2 separate regions of the Mus musculus genome follow, and region 1 is linked to region 2. The links are chromatin contacts, called in public HiChIP or PLAC-seq maps. All regions are on one chromosome and are shown on one strand. The core of a region is the stretch at or near the end of the contact, and the rest is flanking DNA. Distances in the headings are between cores, read along the strand shown.

Region 1 (2,790 bases), core at 39-2,538, 850 kb before region 2:
TTTGCTGTTCTCCTGTAGCTGTCTCATTTCTACAGTGTTGATAATGATGTCAGCGATGAACTCCATCTACCGATCAGGCTCCCTGCCAGGTGCTGGGATAGGCTGAACAAGATAGACATGGGCTTCATGTCGGAGCCTAGAGAGGAAGCCAATGAGCACATAAATAACTATAGGGAAGGGACAGGCACGTTGAAGATGTAAAAGCCCAGTAGACTGCAGAATCCAACCAGCCGAGGAAGCCATGTTTAAGTCAAGTGCTGGATGACTACAAGTTCAGGGACTACATGGGGAGAAGAATCCACCTGTGCAGAAGTCAGAAAAGCACCATAGGATCAAATAATCCATGTGGCTTGACCTGCTTAATCTCTTTCATTTAACTGTCAATTCCACAAGAGCAAGAAGCTCAACTTAGCTTTCTTCTCTCTATTCTCATAGCATCATCCGGCTACATGTTATCTGCCGAGTGGCTGGTGGAGCTGCCTCCCTCCATGTACAGCTTTACTTCTCACGTAGGAGAGGCCCATGCTACCTCACAAATCTCTGAGATGATGGAAAGGGACAGGTGAGGCTGATCAGTCAGGGTCAGTTCTCTCTCCTGCCCCTTTCTTCATATGCTTGCTGAGCAGAGACAACAGTTGTCTCTTCTGTGCTGGTTAGGACCTCCCTGCTGGTAGTGACCACCCACGTGGATGGAGGGTCTGTGCTGGGTCTGTTGTGAGCACAGGTCTTGCCTTCGCTGAGTTTATAGACTACGGGGCTATCATAAAGGGTGATTACCACAGTGTTACTAACAGCAGCTGCTGTTTCACGTGCTTACAAGGAACAAGTACTGTTACTCATAGTTATGGCTGCTACTAAGACTCCAGCTTCCTTAAGGAAGTGTCACTTCTTGAGCCCTTGGCGGCAAGTGCTTGAATAACTCATCTCGCCACCAAACTGCCAGCATCCTTTTGTACCTTGCCTTTGTGTTTCAAGAAATGTGTTTCGGGCTCAGTGACTCATGAGTTCTAAGAGGCTGAGCTGCAGTCTAGGCTGGCTGTGCCGACTCGGAACTGGTGTGTATCTCATTACTTCAACTTGTTTCCTTGAAGGCGATTTGGAAGTATGCTGCACGGCGTTTTCCCTGACCCCTGGTAGCTTGCCTTTACCGCTCTTCCCGATAAACAGCACAGGCTCTGCAGACTGCCCAACTCAGCTGCCCACATCCACTCTTCCCTACACACCCACTCGCCACTCAGCAGCCTGACCTAGCTTTCAACGCACTCATTAGATGATGTCACCGCACTTCAGGGCCTCCTGTTAGCTGGCTCAGCTCTGCACATCAGCACAGGAACAGCTCAACCTTCCACACTGTCTCCAGCTTGAGAGCCTTTTCGAGCTGTTCCCTTTGACCAGTATGCTCTTCCCTTGTTGGGCTGGTGTGCTCTCCTCTGTCGGCCTCCTAAGGCCACTTTCTCTGACATGTTTCTTCAGACAAGCTCCAAATGCAGCTCCTCACCTGCTACAGGCCTGAGCTGACACCTCTCCTCTCCTCTCCTCTCCTCTCCTCTCCTCTCCTCTCCTCTCCTCTCCTCTCCTCTCCTCTCCTCTCCTCCTCTCTTCTCCTCTCCCTCTCACCTCCCCTCCCCTCCTCTCCCCTCCCTTCCCTTCCTTCTTTTTTTAATATTCTACTGGTCTTGCTTAAGCTCTTCTACCTCAAATGAAGACTCATACTAGAGTAGGTACTTTGTTTCTTGCCTTCTATGAACTACAGACAGGGCCTGAAATGAGGACGATTATAAGGGCTTGATGGACACTTCACCCTCTCAACAAGCAGGTAGTGAAAACACAGGAAGAACAATGCATTACTTAGTGCTCTTATGAACAACATGGACCGTTTCTATATAACTATTAATCACAGGATCTCACACAGGTCCTACCTATGCACAGGGTTGCTAGACTTCCTGAATGAAGAAATGATGCAGTCTGTGTCTTAACACCTCCTGGAAAACATGTTGAGCACATTGGCACACACCTTCAATCCCAGCACTCAGGAGACGGAGGTAGGTGGATCTCTAGGAGTTTGAGGCCAACTGGTATTATAGCCAGTTCCAGGCCTGCCAGAGATACACAGTAAGACCTTATCTAATACACACACACACACACACACACACACACACACATACACATGCACCAGTGTGTGCACTGAGCTAGGTATGTGGCTCCTGCCTGTAATTCCAGCAGTGGGGAAGATGAAACAGAGCAAGCTACCATGAGTTTAAGGCCAACCTGAATTCTATCATGAGAACTTGTTTCAACAAAATGGATAACTACATAAAGGAAAAGAAAGACACATTGAATAATGTGAAATTTTAAAGAGGATGACTTGGCCTCTGCACAAGCTTAGAGCTGCTTATTGAAGGTAGCTTAGTGATCAGACATTCCTTAATTAAAAAAAAAATAACGTATTTGAGTATTTTGCCTGCACGTATGTCTGTTCACTGTGTACAGCCACGTCTATCATGTACCACCACCACCACCACCACCACCACCACCACCACCACCACCACCACCACCACATCGACGACCAAGTCCCATTCCAGGTACCCAGTCTGTCACCTCATTTAACAATCACAGGAACCCCAAAAGTAGCCATTACCTCTTCCTCTTTATAACTAAGAAATAAACATAGATTAAATTAATTCCCCAAGTTTACATAGTTGCTAATGACAGAAACGCGCCCTGCATGTTTATTTTTAGAACTCAAAAGTCTGCTTTCCTACTGTGCTCTGCAGCTGCAGAGGTCTTCAG
Region 2 (2,820 bases), core at 198-2,697:
TCTACTGCACAGATATGTCTCACTGGTTTACCCACTTTTTAGTTGATGGGCTATTACAAACAACACAGCAGCGGGCACCTGAAACAAGTTTGAAGTGAACACATGCTTTTATTTTTCTTGGGAGTCGGATTTCTGACTCATGTGACAACTGGACACCTGCCCTTTTGATGAGCTGTCGGACTTTTCTGAAGTAGCTGTGCCATCTGATGTCACCACCACCCCGCCCCCAGCAGTACCAGAGGACTTTCCATTTTGCTGCGTCCTTACCCTGTGTATTGTTAGTAATCCTTTGTATGGCAATGGATGTGGAATTGCACCTCCTCTACCTGTTGACAAATGATACTGAGCCTCTCTCATCGTTGGCCACTTATCTTTCATCCTTGTGGAAGCATCCATCTGGATCCTTGGCCAAGTGTTCAAACTGGGTCATTCATCTTTTTAAGACGGAGTTGTGAGAGTCCTTTCTGTATCCCGTATACAAAGTCCTTTACTGGATATGTGATTTGTAAATATTTTCTTTCATTTTGTGTGTTACCTTTTCATTCCACTGGTCCTGTCCTTGAATGCTTATTTGATGTCCACCAATGACAAATGTCTGCCTTTTGCCTTTATTGCCTGTGCATTTAGTGTCATATCCAATAAATCACCACTGAAGAGTTACATTCACTTAAATGAGCTATAAATCATTTAAATGACTTTCCAAAGCCTAGATTCTGTCCCAGGTCTTAAGGGCCTTGACCCTATCTATGTTCCTTATTTTCATGTTTATCCCTTTAACAACTCTTCCTCTATTTAAGGTGTCCTAGGCCTGTCTCAACTCTTCAGAACAAAAGGGGACAACTGAGACATCCTTCATCTTTGTGCTCAGGATGCTATTACCATGCCAACAGCACTGGAGCTTCTGTGCACACCCTAAGGACACATGGAACTGAATGACTGGGGAGCCGCTGTCTCAGAAGCGTCCCCTTGTAGGTCCACCACATACATCACCGTATTAAGATATCCAAGGAGGGAGCTTGCAATAAAGAAGCCACTTTGACTCTGTTTAGTGGTTGAGTCAGGTACATGTTTCAGCGGGCCTTCCATTCTCAGCATTAACATGCCCAGGAATGTATCATTAGTTTAGGTTTCCTATATCCCTTTCAACTTTCTCCAGTAGCGATACCTTCCTTATACTTTGCATGGTCCCTGACTTTCCACTCACTTTCCAATAATAAAGTATGACAGTGCCAGTGGGCTTCATAGTAACTACAGAGGAGAGTTAAGTTGGTTGACAAATGGAGGCGCAGGTAAAGAAAGAGAGGGGCACACGGCGGATGAAACTGGTCTGTGACATGTGCCCGGATGGCGCTATCTTACTGCTGACTCACTTCCAGATGTGTCCCGGGAATGCTTGTCTTATTGCTGACTCACTTCCAGATGTGTCCCAGGAATGCTTGTCTTACTGCTGACTCACTTCCCGGAGACCCTGATCAACCTCTCTGCAGGAACCTGATGAGTAACGCATAGCTCAGACAGTGCCTGGGAAAGCAAGTGCCTTTCTTCCTCAGGATGAAGATGGCAGTTGGGTACTGTCAAGTCCAAGTTGGAGAAAATGCCCCTTCCTTCCTGACTCTGTGCTGGGACCTGGGAACATGGATGCTCTGACACGCCACCCACAAGCAGCCAGTGTTCATTTGGGAAATAGACAAAAATGCTCTGTCATTATATTTTCTCCAAGGAGGGCCTCAGTTAATATGTAGACGTTTGTTTCCAAGTGCGCTCCTCCGCCTCCCTCTCTTCCCTCCCTCCCCCCTTCTCTGTGTGTGCATGCTAGAGTCTGATGATATTATAGGGAGGAAGAACCTTACTGTGTGGATCTAATTAAAACAAAAATACCACTTCTTTTTTTTTTATTTTGAAAGCATTTGGCTGATGTTAATGAACCATCTGGGGCTGATTTGATGGTTACTCCAGGGGCTTTGGCAAATAAAAGGGGGTGGGAGATTCCAAATTGGGTATCTTTCAAGCCTGATAGTTGGACTTTAGTTAGAACAAAGTCAGTGGAAAGCAACTCAAACTGGCTTAACGTGAAAAGCCTGCAATTACTCTGCTCCAGCTTGGGGTTCTGAACCATATTCGGGCAGGGAGCCTGGAGCCAGGCACCGGTCATGCCCAGCTTGGCTCTGTCTGTTCCTGTTGAGGGGCAGCATCCTTAGGTGGACAATGCTTGCTCTGGACCTCTCTTTTAGTTGGCTGGGGCTTTGTCAAATATGCTTCAGGAAGTCGCAGGCGGAGACTGTTAGGTAAGTCACGGGATCTTTCTGTGTGATTGGTCTAGACCCCTCCGGTTCCTTTTCTAGTGAAGCCACATCTAGTAAATTAGAATGTTAGCTGTTAGGGAGATGTGGTCACAGAAAGTGCTTGGCCACTCTTAAGTGATGGCCAGTAACAAAAGCATGAAGCAGCCCTGAGAACCCCGTCCTGTTTGGTGCTTTATATAATGCTTTCATAGGATTGTAACTCATGAATTGAAAGATGCCCAAAATAAAGAATTCACAAAGTCAATGAATTTTAACCAGCTACCTTTTCACTCACTACCCACACCAAGAGAAAGACACACACAGAGAGAGAGAAAGAGAGAGAGAGAGAGAGATCCCTCTCTGACTTACATCCTTTCAAAGTTCTCCACAAGTTCCGAGTTTATCGGAGGAAGCATCTGTATTAATGGACCAACAGATTGGAAAAGGTACAGAGAGAGGCTTCTCTGTAATGGGTCTGTTTGTTTGTTTGTTTTAAGTGCCAAGAGTAAAATTTGTTTCTAAACTGGTTTCAAATCCA

The links. HiChIP or PLAC-seq counts read pairs in DNA pulled down with a chosen protein or histone mark.
Region 1: a contact with region 2 is called in an H3K27ac HiChIP or PLAC-seq map of SST interneurons, with 8 times the contacts expected there. The contact joins two enhancer-like sites. A contact is called at or near these places in 1 of 484 Hi-C or Micro-C datasets (bone marrow-derived macrophages) and 3 of 115 datasets of contacts at active chromatin or transcription factors (SST interneurons, embryonic basal ganglia and extraembryonic endoderm stem cells).

The regions. Positions count from the first base shown.
Region 1 is chr12:99,916,414-99,919,203 of GRCm38.p6, reverse strand. All of the region lies in intron 13 of Tdp1 (tyrosyl-DNA phosphodiesterase 1), which reads right to left. Among named protein-coding and RNA genes, the nearest start is that of Tdp1, 33 kb to the right of the region's middle. Within about 2 kb of position 1,288, at least 41 of the 459 cell types and tissues checked have an H3K27ac peak or open chromatin away from gene starts, as enhancers often do. A contact at or near this core is called in SST interneurons, where this site is marked.
Region 2 is chr12:99,062,673-99,065,492 of GRCm38.p6, reverse strand. The region is part of intron 2 of Gm40554 (a long non-coding RNA gene); the gene reads right to left. Among named protein-coding and RNA genes, the nearest start is that of Gm40554, 40 kb to the right of the region's middle. Within about 2 kb of position 1,447, at least 28 of the 459 cell types and tissues checked have an H3K27ac peak or open chromatin away from gene starts, as enhancers often do. A contact at or near this core is called in SST interneurons, where this site is marked.